Regions from separate parts of the Sus scrofa genome. Here regions 2 and 3 are each linked to region 1. Evidence: chromatin contacts called from public Hi-C and HiChIP or PLAC-seq data. All regions are on one chromosome and are shown on one strand. The core of a region is the stretch at or near the end of the contact, and the rest is flanking DNA. Distances in the headings are between cores, read along the strand shown.

Region 1 (4,585 bases), core at 881-3,380:
AGACTCCCTGCTCACCCACATGTTCCTGTTTTACTAAGACCCCCGGGAGCAGCTAACACGTTGACCTACCCCCGTTCTTCACTTGTTCTCGGGACCACGCACTCTCCCGCCTTCCTCGTACGTCCCTGGCTGCTCCTTTTCCATCTTCATGGCTGGTCCCCCTTCCCTTGCCCAACTGTTGATGCTGAGTGTCCCAGGACCCTGGGTCCCCAGCCTCCTCTTCCTGATCTACCTGCTCTCTGAGCCCATCTCCTTCAATCCCATCTGCTGTCATGGAGGTCCTGGAGGCCTTCACCTGGAGGTCCTGGAGCCTTTCAGACTGAACACGGCCAAAGTTGATTTCCTATCACACACCCGTTCCTCTCCTGCTTTCCCCATTTCGGCACATAACACCATCACCCAACATCGAGATAAAAAAAAATCTAGGGCTCATCCTTCTTGATGTTCTTACCTTCACCCTGCAGGTTCAGGGCATCCTAGCAACCCGGCCTCTACAGCAGATCCACACCCACCTGTCCCTTCCATTTCCGTTATCAACACTCTAGCCCACACCACCGTGGTTTCTGACCCTCGCCCACTGGCCCATCGCCGTGGCCGCCCGGTCCTGTCCCTGCGGTCACTTCTCTCCACAGCAGCCGAGTTAACATTTGCCACACACGCCTTCCCCCACTTCGCGTTTCCCAGTAGCATCCTCTGTACCTGCCGTAATACCCAGTCGCTGCCCTGGCGTACAAAGCCCTTGCATCCCCGGGGCCCTGCCCAGGTCTCCAGTATTGTTCTCTGTCGCTCCTTTGTTTTAACCCCGGCTACACTGATTGCTTCGTATTCTCTAACACATCGAGTCCGTTCCTACCACAGGGCTTTTGCAAATGCTGTTTCTGGTCGAGAAGCTCCACCTCCCACCTGTGGCTCCTTCTTACCTTTCACATCTCAGCCTGATTCCCGTCCTCAGAGACACTTCCCCACCTCAAATAGTCACCCGGTAGCACGTCACTCGGCTTTAAGGCTCCCCTGTCTTTGCTCCTGTCTGATGTTATCTTGCTTATCTATTTATTAATTATCTGTTTATTAATTTTTACTTTTTAGTCTGTGTGTGGACATACACCCCTATACTGTACGCTCTGAGAGCAGGGGCCTTGGAGGTCTTATTTGCTGTCACAACCTTGGCGCTTGGAGCAGTGTGCTTAGAAGATGCTCAAAACTTGCATTCCGAACAAATAATGAACCCATTCAAGCAACCGCGAAATCTGTTAAAGGGGGAAATGGATGTTTTAAGTCAAGGTCAAGTCTTGGCTGATCGAGCTCAATTCCTAAGGACTAATCAAAAACATAAAATCAAACTTCCTGTTAGTTAGCCAATTCAGTTCTTTTCTCTGCATTTGTGAGCCAGGCTGCCATCAAGAAAAAGCATGACGGCCCTGTAAGTCTAATAGGTTTCTGATTAAATGCATGGAAGAAGAGAATGTGACTGGGACACAGGATTCCCATGACCTATCGTGTCTGGATTCTCATTCTTTTTGATGAGCTTGTGGCCATAAACGTCAAGTCGTTTGGCAGGAAGGGAAAGTCTGGAGTAGTAAGAGCTACTCAAGTGGACGCCCCACGGCTCTCTCCAGTCTTCCTTTTTTTCTGCTCCAAGATGCAATAAAAAGTGCAGCAGACGTGAGCCTAGGAGGGTCTCTGTCGGAACTGACCGTATTGCAGGGCCTCACCTGTGGGGCCAAAGCACCTGTGTGAACCGAAGTCCGTCTCTCCGCTAGGCCACGCCCTTCCCTCAGGGGAGCTCTGTGGCCAAGCCCATTGACCCACTTAGAGATCCAGGGATAAGGAACTTTCTGTTTATTTGCAATTGGGCGCTATTTATGGCATTCTAATCACATGGCACTGGGAAGACTGTAATTACAGAGATTTGTATGAGGAGAGTATAGAACACTCCCTGTTGGACTTATCTTTGGGGATTTAGTACTGAAAGCATTGCAAATAGTTTTATTTAGTATTGAAAATTGTTGCCTATGGCCTCTCGCCAGTTCCCCATTCCTCCTTTCTCATTTCACAATTGTAGAATGCTGCTGGTGTAGTTTTCCTCTGTTTTGAGCCCCACCCTTCCTGTTGCTAAGCAGATGAACTGGATTGCATAAATTGTCAATTACTCAGCTGTGACAGTGAAAAAGACCGGCGGGCAATAGCCAGAAATGGGGACAGCTCCTTCTCGCCTGTGGATGGATTTAGGATTAGATGATAAAGAGTCAAAAGGCAATAGGTGACATTATCATAAGGAAAAGTTGGATTTATAGTTACCAACTGGGACAATTGGGGAAGAGGACAAAATACCTCCTTCCTCTTGTGCTAATTTTCTTTACATATGTATTCAGAAAGACCTGAGCAAGCTCCTCTCCTTTCAGACTATTTCTGGAAGTGAGTTCAGTATTTTCCCCCACTGTAAAAGTAACTTCCTGTCATGACCAAAAGAAAAAAAGCAGAAAAGATGTGGAAGGAAAAACATGAAACATTAATTTTATGTCTTTAAACAAACCCTATTAGCATTTGTGCTTATTTCCTGCAGAGATTTGTATTCATTATATTGGGTTGATTAAATTTGTGTGTTTATTTCTTCATTTATGCCCAGTTATAATTTACATACTTTTATCCTTAGTTTTAGAATATTTATTGAGTAGCAGGTATGAATTTATTTTAGTATTTCAGGTTAGGTTGACTCCCAAATCTGAAGTCACTTCTAAATCTATATGTATTAAAGGAGCATATTTGCATTTCTGACCCCCATTTAAAAAGAGCTGACGTTGCTTCTGGTGATTAAGCTTTCCTCATCTTATTTATTCAACTTCTTTTCAATAAAGCAGGTTTAGTCCTGCAGGTGTCCATCAGACATTCAGCTCTCATCAGGTCACCTATGGCATCCTCTGCAAATTTTCCACAGACCAAGCATTGAATAGGATTATAAAGATTTCCTTTTGGAGCCCTAATGTTTCCTGACTCCACTCACCTGTAAGAGTCTAATACGCACAATGCTACCTCTGGCTCCCCAGAGGGCGGTAAACAGTGTGTGTGGGCATAAATAGCACACCGTCAGGTTGTAAGATCTGGGTATTTGGTTTTCTTTGACGAGCCATTCCCCTCCAGACACATTAGTGGCTTCCCAAAGAGCTCCTTTGCAAATAGCTCTAGAAAAGGCAAATGAGGAACTCAGAAAGGCGTGTTGCCAATAGGACAGCAGAGGGCGCTAGAGTAATGTTGTAATGTGCCTCTGCTTTTCCCTTTGCTCGGCCGTCAGAAAAAGAAAGCTTTTAAAATAATGCACTACCTTGTCTTTGAACACATCGGCTGGAATTTACACAACACAGCTTTATGATGTGAGCCAAACATCTGTTGTTATCATTCTCATCAGCTTTTTCCCAGAAGCAGATCTTTTCTTCTCATGCTGAATTTAAGGAAAGCGTCTTTAACAGTCTCTTCTTAGACAATTGTTTTTAAGGAAAGCACATTCTTATTCTTCCAAGATTGTGAATTTCTCCTCTCCCAAGCGGTAGTCATGTTTGCTAAAATACTTAGTAGTTCTAATCCGATAGATATTAAAGAAATGAATTATTTCCAAACCAGCTTTTTAGAATCATAGAATGTGACCATTTGGCAAGTAGATGCCTACTGTTGACTTTAAAATAAAACATATGGAGAGTTTTGGTCTAGCAGTTAAGGATCTGGTGTTATCACTGCTATGGCTGCCGGCTTGATCCCTGGCCTGGGAACTTCTGCATGTCGAGAGTGCAGCCCAAAATGAAAACAAACAAACAAAAATAAATAAAAACAAGCCACTCCCCCCCAAATATAAATGCATCAGGATAAAATAGCAGTGGTAAAAAAACAAAAAACAAAAAACAAAAAACTATGGGTAGTTAGAACATTGTAATGGCATTTATTCCCAAACAACCAATTTAGTTTAACCAGTTCTTATTTTTCAATGTTGAGCTTCTTTAACATTCTAAATAAAGTACTTCTGGTCAACATGACGTATTTTAAAAGTGGGAATTTCGTGCCTAATGTTGATGTGCCTGGAATTGTCTTTTAAACCATCCCTCAAGACCTGGCAGCCTTCTTGAAGAAACGAGATTATTTTCCTTTTAAGAAGTTGTCACATGACCTCTTAATCCAAGAGATAAATAATGCAGGCCAAACACACACGGTTGCACAATGTATGTCCGGTAAAGTACTGTATGCTCAATGGATGGAGATGCTCCAGAACCACAGTGTCGGGGAGACCCGTAGGAGAGGGGCTAGCTGGGCTTGAAGGCTGGGTGGGATTTGATGAGGCAGAGAACAGGCGGTTCTGAGTAATAGCCTGGCTGGGAGGGAGAACGCCTCTGAGCAGCACATCCGGCATCTCCTGGTCCCTCCTCCGGGAGGTCCCGATCCAAAGTCACACCTGTCATTCATTGGTTTAAGTTACTGCTTTGTTCTTCATGTTGTGAGTTGGAATTTTCTGGTTGCTGTTTTTTTGTTTGTGTTGGGTTTCTTTTGTTTAGTGTTGTGAGGCTTCTTTGACCAGAACCCCAACTGTCTATAGGGAAATTCA
Region 2 (4,585 bases), core at 872-3,371, 240 kb after region 1:
CCGATCACCCGGTGGCCTCCGGTGGCTCTGAGTGTCCCCATGGGGAGCGCTGTGTCCCAGTGATTGTGGTCCTGATGTGTCCCGCTCTGCACAGCCCGTCTGGACGCCTGTGTTGATCACTTCTGGCCGTCTGTTAATAGCTTTATAGCCACTGTCCAGCCCCACCCGCTTCACTGCTTTCCTTCTTCCCGTGGGCACTAGCCCAGGATGGTGCTGGCTCGTGAGCTTTACGGAACATGCCCTGCTTGCATAACCACTGTGTCAAGCCTTGCCGTTCTCCAGCCACAGCCGTCTACCCTTCCGCCGACGTGTGTTACCTGTAACCTGCCATCTGTTCTTTGCTCTAAGCAGCCACCTCCAGGCCACGGGTCCTTCTTTCTTCTGTTGCATGTCTAGGACATACTGTAAGAAGAAGATAAACTGAAAACAGATTGCATCCTAGGCGTTTGCTGAGGCCCAGCCACCAGAACGTGAGCCTGGAGCGCCTTCATCAGAAATAGGGGCGCAGTGAGCAAAGAGGGAACACAGGCCTGGATCACAAAGGGGCTTCCAGGGCCGGGGGAGGAGAAGATTGACGGAGGAGCAGCAGGTGGATTCCCCGTGGATAATAAACATGGTGATTTGGGAGGCGGGAAGCAGAGGCATAGAGAGATTGAGACGCTATCAAGCATCATCCACGCCAACACGGAGTCTCCCAGGATGATGGCGAAGTCATGGGAGAAATGTGGAGAATGAGGAAGAGCCATGAGACGAGCGCCAGGATTACCCAGAGATGGGAAGGAGCAGCCATGGGCAGCAGCGGGAGGGTGGGACCACAGGCGGGTCCCAGAGGGGGTGCCTGGTGAACGGGTTGGCTGTGGCAGTGAGCACTGCGGGGCCGAAGACCCACCATCCGAGAAGGGGAGGCGCCGGCAGAGTTGCGGAGGAGGTGCCCCCCCCCCCCCGCCGTGGGAGTAAATCCCAAATTTTGCTTCCCTGCTTTGCCATTTTCCTGGCCATGTGATCTTGACACGTCATGTAATTCCTCAGCCTGTCTTCTTCTCTTGGTGAAGCTGGAATAGTACTGCCTGTTTCTTGAGCTGGTTGCCAGGGCTAAAGTGGCAGTAGACACAGCCCTTGGGTTAATCTGAGGGAAAATGTGACAGCAGGGAAAGACGGTCATGGGTTAAACTGAAGAGGAAGGAAAGGTCACTTATTTCCTTGACGTTCTCATTGGCTGGCGATGATTCTGTAACTAAACGCTTTGAAATGCTAAGTGTTTTGAAGGTCATGCAGCCTTCTGCTCGGGTCTCTAATGCTCTCTGGCTGTGAATCTATCAGGGGACCATTAATTGAAGCCACCCCCCTTGGCCATACACAGTATAGCCGCTTGCATGCGTTGTCTCAAAACAGGAGGCCCTGGTAGCGAACCTGATGCTGCCCTGAAGACTCACCTGGAGAATTGGGGAGGGGGCAATAGGAGGGAGGAGATAACCAACCTTCCAGAATCTTCGGTGCTGGAATCCATCTTGGCGGAGCGATGCCCACACCACCAAGAAGGACCCTGGGCCAGACCAAGTATGGGCTGAGCAGGCCAGTTGGCCAGAGACAGAAACTAACCCCATTTGCATCCACCCTGAGACCGAGAGGCCCCTGGCAGAGCGGTCCTCCTGGGCCCCCTCACCCGCTGCTCTCTGCCTGGGCGCTCCTTCCCAATCAAGTCTCTCCCGTGGTGGGCACAGTTCATCTCCGAGTGTGAGACAAGAGCCCCCTTCCTGCAGCAGATCCCCGTGGGAGATGCAGACCTCTGCAGCGGCCCCGACAGCCTCATCCAGCGGCGCCTGGATCTGCAGCCCGGGGTGCCCGGCGGTGGGGAGGGCATTCGGTCAGACGTGATTGGAATGGCAGCGCTATTTATAGCGTGTCGTGTTCCATATCACGTACATTCTCACAAAGCCCCCAGCGCTGGGGACCGGTTTTATGAGGGGGAAGGACAAATAAATAATCCTGAGAGTTGGAGTCTCAGGGCACAGTCAAGAAGATGACTGGCCTTATATGGGAAGCCTGTGAAGAGGCCTTTTTCCCAAGCATCTGAAGCAGCCAGAGGCCCTTCTCCTGGCGGGATCACTGGCCGAGCTGGCCCTCGCACAGGGCTGTTAACCCTGGGAGCCTGAGCCCCTTCCGATCTCAAGGGTGGAGGACAAAAGCGCAGAAATCGAATAGCCATGAATGTGGGTTTCACGTCTTGAGTCGCTTTACTCCCCCGAGGCCAGTCACATGTGGATGCAGTTGCCACCACACCCTGGAGACAGGAGAGCTTCTATGTCAGACTCTTCCCGGCCACATCCACGGTACATTGTTACTGGAGAAGAAACTTCGTTTTCTTCATCATTGACAAAATGAGATCAAAGTTGGTGTGGGTTCCCCGTCCGTCACAGCTCAGTTTCCTGAATAAAAAGTTTCTTTTTAAAAAAAATTTTATTATACTGGATTTACAGTGTTCTGTCAATTGCTGCTGTATAACAAAGGGACCCGGTTATATCTATATTATGTATGTGTGTGTGTGTGTGTGTGTGTGTGTGTATACGTACAGATATATATACACCCATTCTTTTTTTCACATCATCCTCCCCCATGTTCCTTCACAAGTGAGTGGATACAGCTCCCTGTGCTCGACAGCAGGATCTCATAGCTTATCCGCTCCAATTGCAATAGTTTGCATCTGCTAACCCCAGACTCCCAGTCCATCCCTCTCCCTCCGCCTCCCCCCTTTTTTTCCTGAATAAGGAATTTCAAGGATTGGTCCCAGGCGACGGCCCCCAGCCAGTTCAGGGATTGGCTGAATCCCCTTAGGCTTGTATTAGTAAGTTGAACATAACAGTGGTTCACAGAACAAAAGAAGAAGGAGGGCTCCCTTCTCTTCTCGGCTCCTGCCATCTTTTTTTCCTCTCTCCCAAATGCTTCCTGCGCTATCCTTGACCACAGGAAGGACCTTCTCCCCCGACAGGCTCCTGCCCTCTCCTGTACAGGCACAAAGCATTGGCGGTTCCCTATGAACCCTCCTTCCGAAAATTTGTCGTAGGGTTGTGCAAATTAAACATTGCACATAAATCACTTAGCAAAGTGCCTAGAACACAGTAAGCTCTCAGCAAATGTTCGTTATTATTTTTAGGCGTCTTTAAATTTGAATCGCATATTATGCCATGAGGTACAATGCCTTTGCATAGACATCGTGTTAGGAAAGCTGGGCACGTATTCATTCCTATTTTCAGACTAGGCGATTGAACTTCAGAAGAGCAAAGTCAGTTGCCCGAATTTACAGATTTTTTCCTGAAGCCAAATGGAAGTGACAGATGTCATCAGGTTTATGCAAAATGGCAGATGAACACATTTCATGCAGTGTTTCTTTACAAATTGTGGAACTCTCTGAGGTAACACATGCAAAGCTCCACAGTTGTCTGTGGTGTTTGAATAATATTTATCACTTACCATTGAGCATTCATTCGTCAGCCTACATCTGCAGAGTGGAGGGCAGCTGGCTGTGTAGAGCAGCCGAGTGAGAACCATAGACTCGACTCAGCTGCGTATCTTGCTTTAATAAACCACGTCATCTTATTTCTTTAACTGAGCTGCAACTCAAAACCCTGTAAGTAGGTGGAAACTCCGTCTTGAATACCTACAGAGAAGAAATTTCTACCCCTTCTGGTGATCATTCCCGAAGCTAACATCCTTCTTGTCAGCAAGTCTCTGTTCCTGGAAGCCCTTGTCTCCAGCCCTTCACTTCAAAGCCATATCTCCCCCTGCTGCCCTTGGTGACATCAGGAGGCAGCAAGTCCCTCACCTCTGCCTGGCAACGTTGTGTTGATCCTGCCTGAGCCGAGGGGAGGCTGTTCCCCTCAAGGGACCTGTTCTGCTGGTTGGAGTTTGTGAATTGGAAATCACTCCCTTTTCATCCAGGCAACCCTAGCCACAAAATTATTCAGAGCAACTGAGCAGATTCCATCTGAATCTGAGCTCACCTTTACCAAAGGGTTTTTTCATCGAAGTCATTGGTCTCCTCTGGCCAACAAGCAGGTGGCCGTGGTCAAGGTCTGGGGTTTCCCCCTTTTGCCCACATCCTTCCTTACTCGAAACGCCTGCACCGCGCACCCAGCCTGGATCGCTCCAAGTGGGGCCTCGGGCCCGTTGACACTGGCACGTTTCGCCTGTGCAGAATGTCACTGTCTGTTTAAATCAGGCCAGGCTGGTCCATGCCAGCCGCCAGGAGGGGCAGATGTGATGGATGATGGCATTAGTGGTTTCCTTGGGTGTGTTTTACTGCTGCGTCTCCATGGAGTCCTTTTAAGGCCTCTCAACCGTTTTGTGTGTAACCATGTACCTGTGACCCCATTTTCGGCTCCTGGAAACCAGATCAGCTTCTTAGAAATGTTTCCTTGGGTCCCCGGGCTAGCCAGACTTCGTGAGCGACCTTCTCTGAAAGTCTCTGTTGGCTTTCAATTACTGCCACCAAACTCTCACCAGACTGTCTTTTATTAAAATCACAGTTGTTTGTTTTACAGCTAGAACCCGTCCTCCTTTCCTGGTTTCTCGGTGGGGTGGGCCAGCA
Region 3 (4,585 bases), core at 1,488-3,987, 200 kb after region 1:
CAAGTTCCTCCTGCCCCTTTGGAAGATCCCTTCCTAGCCCTTTTTCTCTCTACTGCACCTGGCCAGCTTTGAAGTTTTTCCTTCCCTTTGGTCTTCAGACGTCGCTTCCCTTCTCCATGATGTAACCTCTGGGTCAGACGTGTGGACGCCCGCTTTTTAATGCAGTTCCATGTGTTTCCCTCCCCCCCACCCCCCATCTGGCAGCAGCACTTTCTAGTTTTGGCGGGTCTTGAAGGGCTCCAGATGGATGCTTTGGTCCATTGCTCTTCCTCCTGGCAGGACAGTGTGTAAATGATCCTGAATGAATGAGTTCCCGCCCAGTCCGTACAGTTCCCCTGGCAAGGTAAAGCTGCAGCTTCCCTCGTGGACCTGCTCTGTCACCCCCCCAGGCTTAACTGGACTTGCTCAAGCCCACGGAGCTCTTCCAAAGTCCGTGCTTTCTTCTCATTCCCTCTTGACCAAGAGAAAAACATTCCATATTTCAAATAGTCTTGATTTATTTTGAACCTATCTGCCTGACACCTCCAAATCCTGTCATTCTCTCTCCTTGGTTTTATTTAGTGTAAAGTATTGACAAGTTGTATGTTTGGGAAACTACTCTAAATACATGTTTTATTTGACTGAATACTCAAGGGAATCTGACTAGAATTGGAGTTAGTAGGTCCATTTTATAGAGGGAGAAATTACTGCTAAGAAAAGGCATATGTTTACCTTCTGCTCAAGGTAAACAAAACCCATGCTCTTCGCCACTATTCTGTGCTAAGGCACTTGGCAGTCGCTTCATTTGTTCGGTTCCAAAGTAGCCCTCAGTCAGTAGGTTAGACAAGCAGAATGTGGCGGGGGTCGGGGGGCGGGGGCTGCAGAATCATCTCACATTTCCGTCCTTCTGATGGTGCTAATTCTGCTCCCTAGCTTTCCAGTGAGTTCGCATGACCCCGCTTTGCCCCTCCTCCCTCTTCTTCCACCTGCGTTTTCATCTCTCCCTCTCCCATCAGCCCTCCGCGTCATCTTTCTTCCCCTCACACATCTCAAGTGGCACGCCATCGGGGGGCAAGGGACAGGCGCATCAAAAGGAAAAGTCGTGCTGATCCTTGCTCCGCCTACTGTAGCCCTGCTCCCTTTGGTGATCCTATTCTTTCTTTCCATTGTGTCGCTCTTTGTACAAGATCCTTTCCGTGTCTGCCGCGAACACGGTGGCCCTGGGTGGTGTTGGTTACAAAAGACAGGATTCTCAGGTTGAAAGGTATCTTGGAAAACTCCACAAGATGAAATTGGAGACTCATGAGTGGCTGCTCAAGTTGACATGGCTGAAAATTTAAAACGGGAGGTCGAGTATTCTGCTGCAGCATTTGTCCACGGCACCACACTGACTCCAGGAGTAACTTTAGTATGTGTTTCCCCCTGCAGTTTAGTCATAACAAAAGGGGTTGGCAGTCCATTGGGGATGGATCCTAGATTTTTGGTGAATTATATCACTCTGAGTATGTTTTCAGTGTGCATTTCATGTGAATATTTTAAATTTTACAGTGATGAACAGCAGCGGGATTATTTAATGGAAAGACGCGACCTTGCCATTGATTTCATTTTTTCTTTAGTATTAATAGAAGTTTTGAAACAGGTAAGTCATTAATTTAATGTTACCACTAGATAACATTTATTTTCTAAAAACTACTTAGAATTTTAAGGTCTAAGTTTACCATTCGTGATTCAGATAGGAGCTCATATCAATTATATTTATTGATTGCTAAAAGCCATATATAGCCATTGAAAGTACTCTTACTGATTTAACCTTTAATATTCCCTTCCACGTCAAGAGCCATCTTTTTTCTTTCTTTCCAGATTCCACTTCATCCTGTAATAGACAGTTTAATACATGATGTTATCAACTTGGCTTTCAAGCACTTTAAATACAAAGAAGGGTAAAGTAATTTCTCATCTTTGAGTCTGAAAAACTAAATCAAGTTTGCTCTCTGCAGATGACCTGAGATCCCTAACTTTTTGAATTGTATCTTATTTAGGTACCTTGGTCCTAACACTGGCAATATGCACATTGTCGCCGACCTGTATGCAGAAGTCATCGGAGTGTTGGCACAAGCTAAGTAAGTGAACCTCAGAATCTTTTGCCATAGGAACATGAGTGCCTCTGCAATGCCAGCCCAGCCTGTTCTCAGGAAGGGGGATGGTATGAGCTTGCAGGAAATGAGGGTTCTTTTCGCTACATGTGCCCAGTCTCTGAACCTCACTGAAAGCTCCCCAAAGCAAGTACCAAGCCTTTGTCTAGTGTTTCTGTTACTTTTGTTCCCTTGGCAGTTGGGCCAGATCCTATCAAGCGTCCATGAGTTTCAGGCTATTGCATCAAAGAAAGAAATGGACTCACCCAAGTACCTTTCTTCCCACCCAATTTCCCAAAGAACTCTATCAGTTTTAAAAGTTTTGTTTTCAATAGTCCATGACTGGGTGATTACGATACAGCATCTGTGAGTGGGAAAATTCCATCTAGAATGTCTCTTTACTATAGACCTTACTTAATTCAGCTAAGCTAAAAATGTCCCAGGCTCTGTCATGGAAACAAGTTGGAAAATTCTCATTGCTAAATTTATCTGGCCCCATAACACTACTTAGCAGGCTACTTAGACTATTAGAAATAATAGACTTCTTCCAAAAGTGATGTCACACCCTATCACCCATCTTCATCTTACTCAACCCTGAGGCAAGTTGGGCAAGATCCTGAATGCCTAGGTTAGGCAAAGTGAGCAGAGAGGCCAGCTTGGAGCAGCGATGATGCCCTGCTCCTTGTGAAATGCAGTCCTCAGATTTTTATCTTCAAGAGATGGAAATTTCCCAACTTAGCAGCATGGAAATACTCAATTTATCAAAAACAGCTTTTTATTAAAAATACTTACTCCGTAAACCTTTCCTAGCCAAAACACAGACAAGAACTCAGGAAACAGACCCAGAAAAACTTCTTGAGGTGACTTATTTAATCTAACTCCATTTATTTGTTTATCTTGGCTATTTCTTTTTTCTAACACGTAAAACATCAGTGTTAGCTGTAAGAGAGGGAGATACAGTGGGAAATATCTAACTCAAAAACGGACAGCAAAAGAGGAAAGAAAAAGTGGCCAAATCATGCATAAGAACTAAAGAAAAGGAAGTTCCCGCTGTGGTTCAGCAGGTTAATGATCCCATTTATCTCTGTGGAGGCACTGGTTTGATCCCCGGGCCTGGCCAGTGGATTAAGGATCCAGCCTTGCTGCAGGTGTGGTCTAAGTCACAGCTCCAGCTCACATTCTATCCCTGACAACAAGAACTTCCATATGCTATGGATGTGGCCCAAAAGAGGAATTAAAAAAAAAAAAAGAACTAAACAATACAATTAGCTGGACCATTTTGCATGAGAATATATTGAACTTTTATTATAGCCCATTGAAATAATTGTGGTTCATGAGTTATCAAAAAAAAAAGAGTTTAATGCATTTTGGAGAGATTTCCATTACAATTGAATAATAAAAGTATTGGCTTTTTGAAGGGATAAGCTGCAGTTATCTGGCAAATTAACTCATGTGTACCTACCTCATTCATAGAAAAGATCAGAAAAATGTGTTGTTAATATGTCTTTGGCTGATTTGCCAAACCCTGAAAATCTCATCATATTCCTCTGTAATTATCTCGGCATAACTCTCTGATACATTCATTTGGAAAGTTTAATATGCCGGAAATGACTCCTTGGGTTTTTCTTAATTTTTGTGAATTATGCTTAACAAAATCAGATGCTTATAGAAGGACTTTCCTTTCAACTACATTGATTTTCAATGGGTTGAGAATGACTTGAGAAACAATGTCATAACCTAAGCAACATTATAAGGTTGTAGGAATTTCTATATTAGGTCAGATTTATGATCTACCAAGCCAATATTTTCTTGCCAACGTGGCTTTTTAAATTTTCATGATGTCAGTATTTATCTCAATTCTGCAGTGGTAGGCTATAATAAATGCCTCGATATGGACAATGATCCAGTACTTTCTAGTCACAAGAAAATGCTTTGGCCAATGGTTTCTTGCAGTATTTGCAGCAATATATAGTAATCACCATGATATATTCTCAACCAGTCAATATAGAGTTAACCCTTTGATAGAGGTACAATTGTAAACTGGTGTCATTTACAAATTATCACATCACATTTTGGTCATAAGTCTATCAGGACCATTATTATTGCCTTGGAAAATGACTGCTTCCTTTGTTCTCAGGGGGACAAAAAGGATGTATGCTTATCTGGTATATGTTGGTTATTTATTTTTTTTAATTTGAGTAATGTAACAGTTCTAATTTTAGATTCTATATCTAGATCCCAATGGTAATTCGTATGAATTATTTTCTTCATTACTCTTCATTTATTCTTTATTTGTTATTATTTATTTATTATTTATTTATTTATACTCTTCTTTACTCTTCATTTATTCTTTAGCTGTTAATATTTAGTTTGATCTTTAAGATTTAGGAGAAACAGTATTTTTAAAAAATTTTATTTTATGGATGTTCCCAAGGCATATGGAAATTCCCCGGCCAGGGAATGAATCAGAGCCA

Evidence for each region. A called contact is a pair of places that touch in the nucleus more often than the background predicts. HiChIP or PLAC-seq counts read pairs in DNA pulled down with a chosen protein or histone mark.
Region 2: a contact with region 1 is called in a Hi-C map of heart right ventricle, with 2.0 times the contacts expected there. The contact joins the promoter of LOC106507937 here to the enhancer-like site in region 1. A contact is called at or near these places in 2 of 47 Hi-C or Micro-C datasets (heart right ventricle and subcutaneous adipose tissue) and 2 of 2 datasets of contacts at active chromatin or transcription factors (alveolar macrophages and skeletal muscle).
Region 3: an H3K27ac HiChIP or PLAC-seq map of alveolar macrophages shows a contact between it and region 1. The contact joins two enhancer-like sites. A contact is called at or near these places in 3 of 47 Hi-C or Micro-C datasets (blood, embryonic fibroblasts and subcutaneous adipose tissue) and 2 of 2 datasets of contacts at active chromatin or transcription factors (alveolar macrophages and skeletal muscle).

Annotation. Positions count from the first base shown.
Region 1 is chr11:8,403,206-8,407,790 of Sscrofa11.1, forward strand. The region is part of intron 1 of LOC110255743 (a long non-coding RNA gene); the gene reads left to right. Among named protein-coding and RNA genes, the nearest start is that of FRY, 110 kb to the right of the region's middle. Within about 2 kb of position 2,131, at least 32 of the 83 cell types and tissues checked have an H3K27ac peak or open chromatin away from gene starts, as enhancers often do. A contact at or near this core is called in alveolar macrophages, skeletal muscle and subcutaneous adipose tissue, where this site is marked.
Region 2 is chr11:8,642,202-8,646,786 of Sscrofa11.1, forward strand. LOC106507937 reads right to left here and starts at 2,122. Exons shown (of 3, transcript XR_002336484.1): 1 at 1,664-2,122; 2 at 318-1,126. All of the region lies in intron 17 of FRY (protein furry homolog), which reads left to right.
Region 3 is chr11:8,607,199-8,611,783 of Sscrofa11.1, forward strand. FRY (protein furry homolog) reads left to right here. Exons shown (of 65, transcript XM_021065177.1): 5 at 1,528-1,618; 6 at 1,840-1,919; 7 at 2,019-2,099. Among named protein-coding and RNA genes, the nearest start is that of FRY, 91 kb to the left of the region's middle. Within about 2 kb of position 2,738, at least 8 of the 83 cell types and tissues checked have an H3K27ac peak or open chromatin away from gene starts, as enhancers often do. A contact at or near this core is called in alveolar macrophages, where this site is marked.